2 separate regions of the Neogale vison genome follow, and region 1 is linked to region 2. Evidence: chromatin contacts called from public Hi-C data. All regions are on one chromosome and are shown on one strand. Each heading gives the region's core, a stretch centred on a gene start, on an enhancer-like site or on the middle of the called end of the contact. The rest is flanking DNA. Distances are from core to core; before and after follow the strand shown. Region 1 holds the start of FOXO3 (forkhead box protein O3). Region 2 holds the start of SESN1 (sestrin-1).

The links. Hi-C and Micro-C count contacts between places; a contact is called where the count stands out from the background.
Region 1: a contact with region 2 is called in a Hi-C map of muscle, with 11 times the contacts expected there. The contact joins the promoter of FOXO3 here to the promoter of SESN1 in region 2. A contact is called at or near these places in 2 of 3 Hi-C or Micro-C datasets (fibroblasts and muscle).

The regions. Positions count from the first base shown.
Region 1 is chr1:23,548,826-23,553,318 of ASM_NN_V1, reverse strand. It overlaps FOXO3 (forkhead box protein O3), which reads left to right and starts at 2,479. Exons shown (of 3, transcript XM_044244534.1): 1 at 2,479-3,158. The coding sequence starts at 2,541.
Region 2 is chr1:23,017,278-23,021,933 of ASM_NN_V1, reverse strand. SESN1 (sestrin-1) reads right to left here and starts at 1,456. Exons shown (of 10, transcript XM_044244513.1): 1 at 347-1,456. The coding sequence starts at 625. It overlaps CEP57L1 (centrosomal protein CEP57L1), which reads left to right and starts at 2,051. Exons shown (of 11, transcript XM_044244460.1): 1 at 2,051-2,135. The coding sequence starts at 2,112.

The DNA.
Region 1 (4,493 bases), core at 1,230-3,729, 530 kb before region 2:
CTTTACGTCACTTGAGTGACGGGCCCTGCGCAAAGCCCGGAGCCTGGAGTCCGCTGGGTGGGCGGACTCCCGAGTACCCTGGGTTGGACCTTTTTGTGTATTGGGTTGTTGAGGAGCGAGCTTTAGATTCTGAGATATCACCAGTGACTTAGAAGGATTTAAGAAAAAAGGTGGGAAGAGATATTTATGAACCAAAGTGGATCGAGTTTTGGTGTGCGTGTCGCAGGTAGTGCATTCATAACGCACAAATGAACAATTTAGGCACTGACAGGATAAGGACTCCTAAGATGTTTGTCTAAACTTAAAGAAGTATCTTTTTTAAAAACTCAAAAATGCACAAGTAGCCGTTCTGGAGTCATTTACAAGTTAGAATCAAAGTATTTCCCATTCATAATTGTTCAAAATCTGCTCCTGAGTTTAGGAATGGGGAATAATTTGCATTTCTCCTGAGTTAGTTACACTTCTCCCCTCCTCTGCCGTGAAATCCCTGGAGAGTGAACCGCTGCGTCGGGCGTCCTAGGTAAGAGACTCGGCTGCAGACCTCTCGGTGCCCGATCAAATCTGAAGGCATCAGTTTATCGAAGTCCTGTAAGGCACCAACATTTTCGCTTGTATTTCCACGCCGTGGTAATCTCTGCGATCCGCGGTCAGCATCTTATCTCGCGTGTTGCCTGGTGTCCGATTCTAACCGGGAACCGGACACCAGGGCGGGCCCAGAGCCCGGGGGACGGACGCGCCCGCCGGGGACCCCCGGTACCAGGCGCCCTGCCCGGAGTCTGAGAGGCCACGCGACTGCGCTCGTGGAGCGTTAGGGTCTCCGCTCTCCCCCTCCCTCTTCTCTTAGGCCAGCGCCGCGCTTTGTTGTCGTCGAGGCCCTCGGGAGGGAGGGGGAGCCCGGCGGGGACGGCTGCGGGAGCCCGCCCGGTCCCGGGCCGCCGCGCGCTCCCTGACACCCACGCCCGCAGTCCCGCGGAGCCCGGCGGCGCAGGCGCGCGCGCGAGCGAGCCCACATAGACACACACACACACGCACACACACACGCACGCACGCACACAGCACACCCGGGCCTGCCGCCCAGCCCTCCCCCTGGGCGGGGACCCGCCCGCCGTCAGCCTAGGTTGAGGCACCCTGCGTGTGTCTATAACTTTGTGCTGCTGCCGCGGCCGCCCTGCTCGTGGAAGGGAGGAGGAGGAATGTGGAAGGCGGCGGCGCACAGGCTGACAGGCGTTTCCTCAGGCGGGCTGCGGCGGCGGCCGGAGCGCCTCTCCTTCGCCGAGGTTGCGCGCCCCCTCCTCGCGGTGCCCCGGGTCCGCGCAGAATTGTGCGTCCTCCCCCCTCGTCCCTGAAGGGAAGGAACTGAGGTAGGCGCCGGAGCTGTGCAGCGGGGCGGTCGCCTTCCCGGTGACTCCGGATCTGCTTCCGAGCTGGGCCAGGCGCTTCCCTTTTCCCTCCCCGTGACTCGGTGTGCGCGCCCCCCTTCCCTCCAGTTAGTATTTTTAAAGGACTTGAGTGAAGGGGGGAAAACTGTCAAGATGGCAGCAGCGGGAGCAAGGAGGTGATGAACGTGCTGGTCCGGGTTTTCTGGTAGCCTGGGAGACTTGGCGCTTCCTGACCTGTTGGAAGATTTATGTTCCGACTTACCCCCTCCCCCCGTCCTTTCCTGGGAAGGGGGTGGAGGGTGCAGCGCCTGCGGGCAAATAAACCATACAGACCCCCAAAGTGGTCGTGCCTGCTTGGCTTGGCCCTTTGCAAACACCCGCCGCGCTGGTTGCCCCCCCTGCTTCCCGTCTTTTTTCTGGAAGTGACAGGAGCCAGTTCGCGCTCGGACCTACGTTCGTCCTCCTGGCCCGCGGGCGAAGAGGGGAGAAGCGGGCTGCCCGCGCTGTCCCCGGACTCGGGTCCCTCCGCGGGGAGAAGGGGGTACAAGGGGGCGCGGAGGCGGCAGGGCCGGGGACCAGGAGAAGAGCGGAAGACGCCACAGACTTTGGCTGCGGCGCCGCGGGAGGCACTTGAGCGGGCCGGAGCGAAACATAAACAAACGCACGCCCGCCCGGGCTCCGACCGCGGCTCGGCTGCGCCAGCTCTGGCCGCTGCCCGCTTTAAAGGCGCGGCTCGCGCCCCTCCCCCCGCCCCCGCCCCTCCCCCTTCTTCCCCGCCCAGCCACCTAGCCCGGGAGGGACCTGCAGATCGGGCGGCCCCGGTGGCGGGGGGAGGGGGCTGCCCCGTGCGAGCCCGTCGATTCGCTCCCGGCTCCCCCGCGGCCTGGCCAGGGGGCGGTGTCTGCGGCGCCAGGTTCGCGGGACGCACGTCTCCAGGTCTGCCTGGCGGCGGCGGCGGGCGCGGAGTCGCGGAGGACTGGGCTCCAGCCCGGGATAACCAACTCTCCTTCTCTCTTCTCTCGTGCTTCCCCAGGCGGCGGCAGTAGCGGCAACGACTCCTGGGAGCCCGAGCCTTCGCGGCGCCCCCGTCCCTCCCCCGCCGCACCCCGCCCCGGCGCGAGAGGCGAGCGCGAGAGCCCGAGCCGCGGGCGGGCGGCGAAGATGGCAGAGGCACCGGCCTCCCCGGCCCCGCTCTCTCCGCTCGAAGTGGAGCTGGACCCGGAGTTCGAACCCCAGAGCCGGCCGCGCTCCTGTACGTGGCCCCTGCAGAGGCCAGAGCTCCAGGGGAGCCCGGCCAAACCCTCGGGGGAGACGGCCGCCGATTCCATGATCCCCGAAGAGGAGGACGATGAAGACGACGAGGACGGCAGCGGTAGGGCCGGTTCGGCCATGGCGATCGGCGGCGGCGGGAGCGGCGCGCTAGGCTCCGGGCTGCTCCTTGAAGACTCGGCCCGGTTGCTCGCTCCCGGAGGGCAGGACCCCGGCTCCGGGCCAGCCCCCGCGGCAGGCGCGCTGAGCGGGGGGACGCAGACGCCGCTGCAGCCTCAGCAGCCACTACCGCCGCCGCAGCCGGGGGCGGCTGGGGGCTCGGGGCAGCCGAGGAAATGCTCGTCGCGGCGGAACGCCTGGGGGAACCTGTCCTACGCCGACCTGATCACTCGCGCCATCGAGAGCTCGCCGGACAAACGGCTCACTCTGTCCCAGATCTACGAGTGGATGGTGCGCTGCGTGCCCTACTTCAAGGATAAGGGTGACAGCAACAGCTCTGCGGGGTGGAAGGTGCGTACCCACCTCGGGCGGGCGGCCGGACCCGCCGGGCCTCCTGCGCAGTGCGAGACGCGCCTTCGATTCATTGGAGCGCGCCTGCGGGCGCTGGGGAGAAGGGTTGGCACCGAGAGCCTCCGCTGTGAGGTTTCGGGGGATCTCTGTGACCCCCAGAGGAGGGGAACCTGGGGTCGGCCGCGGAGGGTAGGGCGGGGAAAGGAGGCTTCCCAGGAAGCCTCGGGCATGGGCGGGTGAGGAGAGGGGGCGAGGGATACCGGCGAGGGAAGGACTGGCGGACGGGAGTGCGTTTGCCGGATTCCCGGGACGACACAGACGAGGTAGGTCTTCCGCCAACTTCGAAGTAGAAATCAGCCGTAGTGGGGATGCGGGAAGGGCTTTGCGGGTGCAGTGAGGGGATGTGGGGGTGTGCTTGGGACTTGGTACCCGGAGGAGGGGTTGGATTTGTGGTTTCCAGTCGGTTACAGAGCATGGTCGTTGTCACTAGCTGGGTGAAAACCCTTGCGTCGAAGTTTCTGGCTTGTGGGTGTTAGTTCCCACAGGCACAACGATCCCACTAGAAAAAGCAGTGCTTGTAAACCTTTTCCTGGCTGAATGTCTTTACTTGCCTGTGTTGACACCTTTCTTCCTTAGAGATGTTTCTCCAGTAAGCCTGCCCCCCAACTTGAGATGTTCTGAGCCCTGGAGCGGGCCAGCCCTGCGGCCTCCGGGCGGACCAGCCACACCTGCTGCTCTCCTTGAGGCTTGGACTCTGGCGAGGTTTGAGGCCGGATCCAGGTCTGGAGGACCGAGGCCTGGAGCTTCACCTCGGCCCTTGGCAGGGAGGTGTGGTGTCAGGGCTGGGCCGTAATGGCTTCTCCCTACAAGTGAACCAGAAGAGAGGCTCCCTACTGTTCCTTTTCAGCCTCTTGGGGCACTGGACACGTGGTAGGGAGAGAGGTGTGGAAAGGCCTATGATGTAATGACTTCCTGCAGTTGGGCATCCAAACAGATTAACTCCTGTGCCCCTGCTGGGCTGCTGATACCCAGCTGCTTTGCTCTTCCTGCACCTCATCATCCTGGCCTCTTTCCCCAGGACATGAATGTGTCTGTACCAGGCAGAGGAGTCCTGTACAGTTGGAGACACTTACGGCTTATCAGTTGCTTCTATTTGCAAGTTATCTTTTTTTTTTTTTAAATTAATGAGATAGTTCCTTCCTCCTTCAGTTCTTTCCTTCAAGGTTTTTGGGGGAGCCCTGCATCTTCCTGGGTTCCAGTAGGTGTATACAGAAAGAACAGTTTAATCTTGGTGGAGAACTGGAACACAGGAACCTGTATGTGAAAAAAAAACTA
Region 2 (4,656 bases), core at 207-2,706:
TTCTTCCTAATAATATGTAAAAATGAATATAAGGAAAAGCAAGTCTTTACTTGCAATTAACTGTAACTTTCTCATATTTTTCTGGGAGGAATACAGTTCCTGCTAAAACTCTCTAGAAGGACAATTCTTGTTTACTTATATTTGAAAACTGCTTTTATTTTAGTTCCACTTGCACAGTTTCGGCTCCAGATTCAACGTCTTCCAAGCCACTCTAAATTTAAGCTGTAGAATGAATTTGTAATGGGTTCACAAAACCACCTAGCAGCAAATACAACGTGAATAACTGCAGGTAAAACTGCACTGTACTAGATGGAGATGGACGGTTGTAATTACAAGGTTTTCTTACCTGGACGCTCTTCAAAATAAATTCCGTTTTCTCTCTTACATCTTTAAAGGGACATCTCTTAGAAAGCATCAGCAGATGAGCAAGAAGTTTATTCAACCCATCCAAAGAAACAGCATTTGAAAGCCCGTCTGATGGACGAAGAGGTGTCTCTTTCACCGAACGAAGATACTCGGTTTTTCTCAAAATGGTTTGCTTAATGTTTTCCAGTGCTGTCTCTCTAGTAGTTGAATCTCTACTGCACAGTCCATCCCATCTCACTTCATTCTCCCCTTCAGCCATGACAACTGGAGATTTTTTTTTCTTTGCCGTCTTCAGTTACCTTTCAGCATGTCCCCAAAAGCACTTTGTATTTTTAAAACGAGAAAAAATGTAAGAATAAAATCAGAGAAATCGAATCGTCATGAAAACACAAATGTCTGGGAGACATCTGGAACCAGAAGTGTCTTTTATATTAATTGCTTTCAACCAATCTGCGAGACAGAACTCACCCTCTCCTACATGAAGGGGCAGTCTTCTTGTCAGAGACTAAAAAAAAGTTGGAAAGTTGAAACCCTACAGCGCTGGCTTTGCTGCACAGGCAGTCCCGGGGAAGTGCTCTCCTCCGTCTCGCGGGGTCAGCGGATATCCTCACGTTGTGGAGCTGTCAAATCCGTGCTCTGCCCAAAAAGGCTGGTAACAGTTGAAGGCGCTCCAGCCATTCGGGGTTTTTTGTCTGGGCAGCCACCGGGTTCTCAGGAGCATTCCCACCCCGCCCCTCCTCCGGCACCAGTCCCCGCCCCCTGCAGCTCCTCCCTACCCCTCAGCTGCCGCCGGGAGCTGGTGGGGAAATCTCGCCAAACCCTTGCTCACTGGCTGCCGCGGCCGGAGACCCAGTCGCTCGTTGGTGGCGGCCGCCTCTGGCAGCCGCTGTCCCGGCTGCAGCGTTGGAGGAAAGTGTCTCTGGCCCCAAGATTCCCGATCCCCGAGCAGACGCCTTTTCTTTTCCTATACCTGCGTCCTCGCCCACCGCCCACTAAACCTGACGGGCACAGGGCTGGGCCACAATCCCCAAAAGCGGGGCCGGGCCGCGGAGCTGGCGGAGAAGCCAGGCGGGAGGCGCAGAGCCCGCCCCTTCGCCCAGCCCCATCGGTGGGGCTCGGCCCAGAGGGCGGGAGCAGGGAGGGGAGATGGGGTCCTCACCCCCCAGCCCCTCCCCTTTCTCCGCCCGGCATAACCCAGGAGCCGCCCCTGCCCCAGCGCCCTCTTCCCCGCCCTAGCAGACGCGACCCGCGGAGGCAAAGCCATCGGAAAAAGCCCCGCCCTCCAGCCGGCTACCTCCAGACCCCAAGTCCGCGAGCGGCCGCCAACTGCTGCCGGCTGCTGCGCATGCGTGATGCGAGCAGGGAGCATGCGCCTAAGGGGCATTTTTGCGTCGGTGGCGTTTTTCGTCCTCTGACGTTGGGATTCTCCCGGTTGGAGAAGGGGAGAGAAAAGTAAGGAGTTGAAGTACACTGAAACCATTACAGACAAGACAAGCACGGCAAAGAAAGAGGGCGTAAACACACATCTGGAAGAAATTGAATCGAAATTTAAAATTAGTCTGAAAATAGTGACAGTCTCATTATTACGCCAAAACCGAGATTTAAGAAGGCAGGGCGTCCTCGCATTGACTTCTGGGAAATGTAGTTTTGATGTACAGACGCGTTCTGTGGGCGATAGAAACTACAGTCCCCAGGAGCCACTGCGACGTCGCCTGTAGGGGCCTTCGAGCCAACGGTTAGCGCGGATGGAGGTTGAGAGCGTCGATTCGGTGAGCACTGTAGGTTTGGCTGCCAATTTTTCTTTGACAGGATTTTTTCCTTCTCCTATTTCCTCACGTATTTTGGAGACCAAGCTATCTAGAGCTGTCCTCCTTAGTCCAGGGGTAGTGTCCAGTAATCTGCCTGGGAAGGAGAGTCCGGGTGCCCCAGGCCGAGGGCATATGAAGGCGCGAGGAATGATCGGGACCCCAAGGGGCTTAGAGAGCAGCAAAAGGCCGGGCAAGCTCGGGTCGTGATCTCGGGGTCCTGGGATCGAGTCCCGCATCGGGCTCTCTGCTCTGCGGGGGGCCTGCTTCCCTTCCTCTCTATCTGCCTGCTTCTCTGCCTACTTGTGGTCTCTGTCTGTCAAATGAATAAATAAAATCTTTAAAAAAAAAAAAAAAAAAAGAGGGATGCTGTAGAAACCGGTGCGTCTTGCTGCGGCTTCCGCTTAGCCCTTTGAGGTGGACTCGCTCACGAGGGATTAGGTATCCCTGTGCATTGCACTTTTGTTTGCCATTTCATAGGGGTGTTCTGTGTTGTATACGCTCAGTAGAATGAAATCCCAGGCAAGGCTTTGAAAGCGAGTTTTCAAATCCATTTTGTATGAGATTAAGGGGGAAAGAATCCCCAGTATTCCTAGATAATGAATGTTTGCAGGGATACTGCATGAAAAAAGACCTATAAAAATTTCCAAAACTTAGTACGTTTAGAAGATCCATTTGTTTAAAAACTACTGTTTGGTTTTGAAAAGTCATTCCTCTTGAGAAAAGTCAAGGTAGTCAATGGACTGAGAACCAAATTCGATTTTAATTCTTCACATTGCGGAAGAGATTTTTTTCTAAAAATTGAGCCCTGGGGCGCTTGGGTGGCTCAGTGCAAAGAGCAGTAACTTTTGATCCCCCGGGGGGGTGAGTTCCACCCCCATGCTGGATATAGAAATTACTTAAATAAAAACTATTAAAAAATAAAATAAATTTAAAAATGAAAAAGATGAAAATTTAGCCCTGTGAGGTACTGAGTACACAACAGTGGCAAAGACAGCCCCTATCTAGTTACATAACCTAATGGTTAAATGCACAGTTTTAGTACAATATGATATCTGGCTATCTGGCTTGGCTAGAAAGATCACCAGGGAAATCTTCATCCTGGGGAAAGAGGGCTAAAGCGACAGCATAGGGTGAGGGCTAAAGGGACAGCATAGGGTGAAGCCTAGAAGTGAGAGAGGTATGAAACTTTCAGGAAACCAAAATAAGCCAAATCACCCATATTTGGGGAAGGATGACTTTTTATCTACTGATGTATTCTGTAGCTGTGAGGAGACAAGTACTGTGAATTTTCCAGATAGTTTCTGAAAGTGACCTGTCCTTGAACAGATAAGTTTCGATGAATTGGTATAATTTGGAAAGCCTTGGGTATGGTTTACATTCTATGCTACTGGTTTAAATTCTGCTACTGATTTAAATCAGATTTTTTTTTTAATGTGAACTTCTTATGAATATGATTTCAAAAAATAAAAACGACATTCTTTTTTTTGTCTTTTTTTGGGCTCGTCCTCCTTTGGCCAATGCACAAAGAGTAGGGTAGTTTCTCAAATCTCTGTCCCCTTATCACATAGTTGAATATGATCCCTTCCAAATCCATGGTTTCACTACCACCTGTGACTTTTAAATGTATAGCTCTATCCTCCTTTACCTTTCCAGTTTTCATATACCCATTTCCTTGATATTTCTTGTTTGATACCTCAGAAGCCTCTCAAGTTCAACATGCCTAAAACCAAATGGATGGTTATCTTTAACGAGTCTGATTCTTTTTCAGTGTTTCCTATTTCAGTTAATGATCCTACCATCTACTTGTGAAAATTTGAAAACTACACATTATTGATTTCTTCCTGTCCTTCCTGCCTCTATAGCCAATTATTACCAAGTCCTTTCAATCTCATCTCCCAGATAGCCTCCAAATCCATCCTTTTCCCATCCTCTGCACAAGCACAGTCTTTTCCAAACTGCCATTGTGTGTTGCCTAGATCGTTACAATAGGGATAATTCACTCTGGCCTTTCTCCATTGGTTCTCCACACTGGAGTCACAATGATCTTTTTGAAATGCAAATTGGACTAGACTTTTCACTTAAAATCATTGATTGCTATCTCACTATTCTTAGGCAAAACTTATTTGTAAAGCATAATATCATTTTGTCCCTTTCCACCTCTCCAGCCTCACCTAATATCATTTTGTCCCTTTCCACCTCTCCAGCCTCACCTAATATTATACCTACTACTCTACATCTATCTCTGCTTCAGCCATACAGATCTTTCTTCGGTCACTGGTTCTCATATTCCCTTCATCCATATACACACTCAACAAACATCTTTTAAGTATCTGCTATGTAATGGGAAAATCACACATCATTGAGCACAATATACATTGACACTTGAACATCATGGGTTTGAACAGTAGAGGTCCACTTACATGTTCTTTTTTTTTTTTTAATAAATACAGTACAGTAGTGTAAATCTGTTTTTCTTATGGCA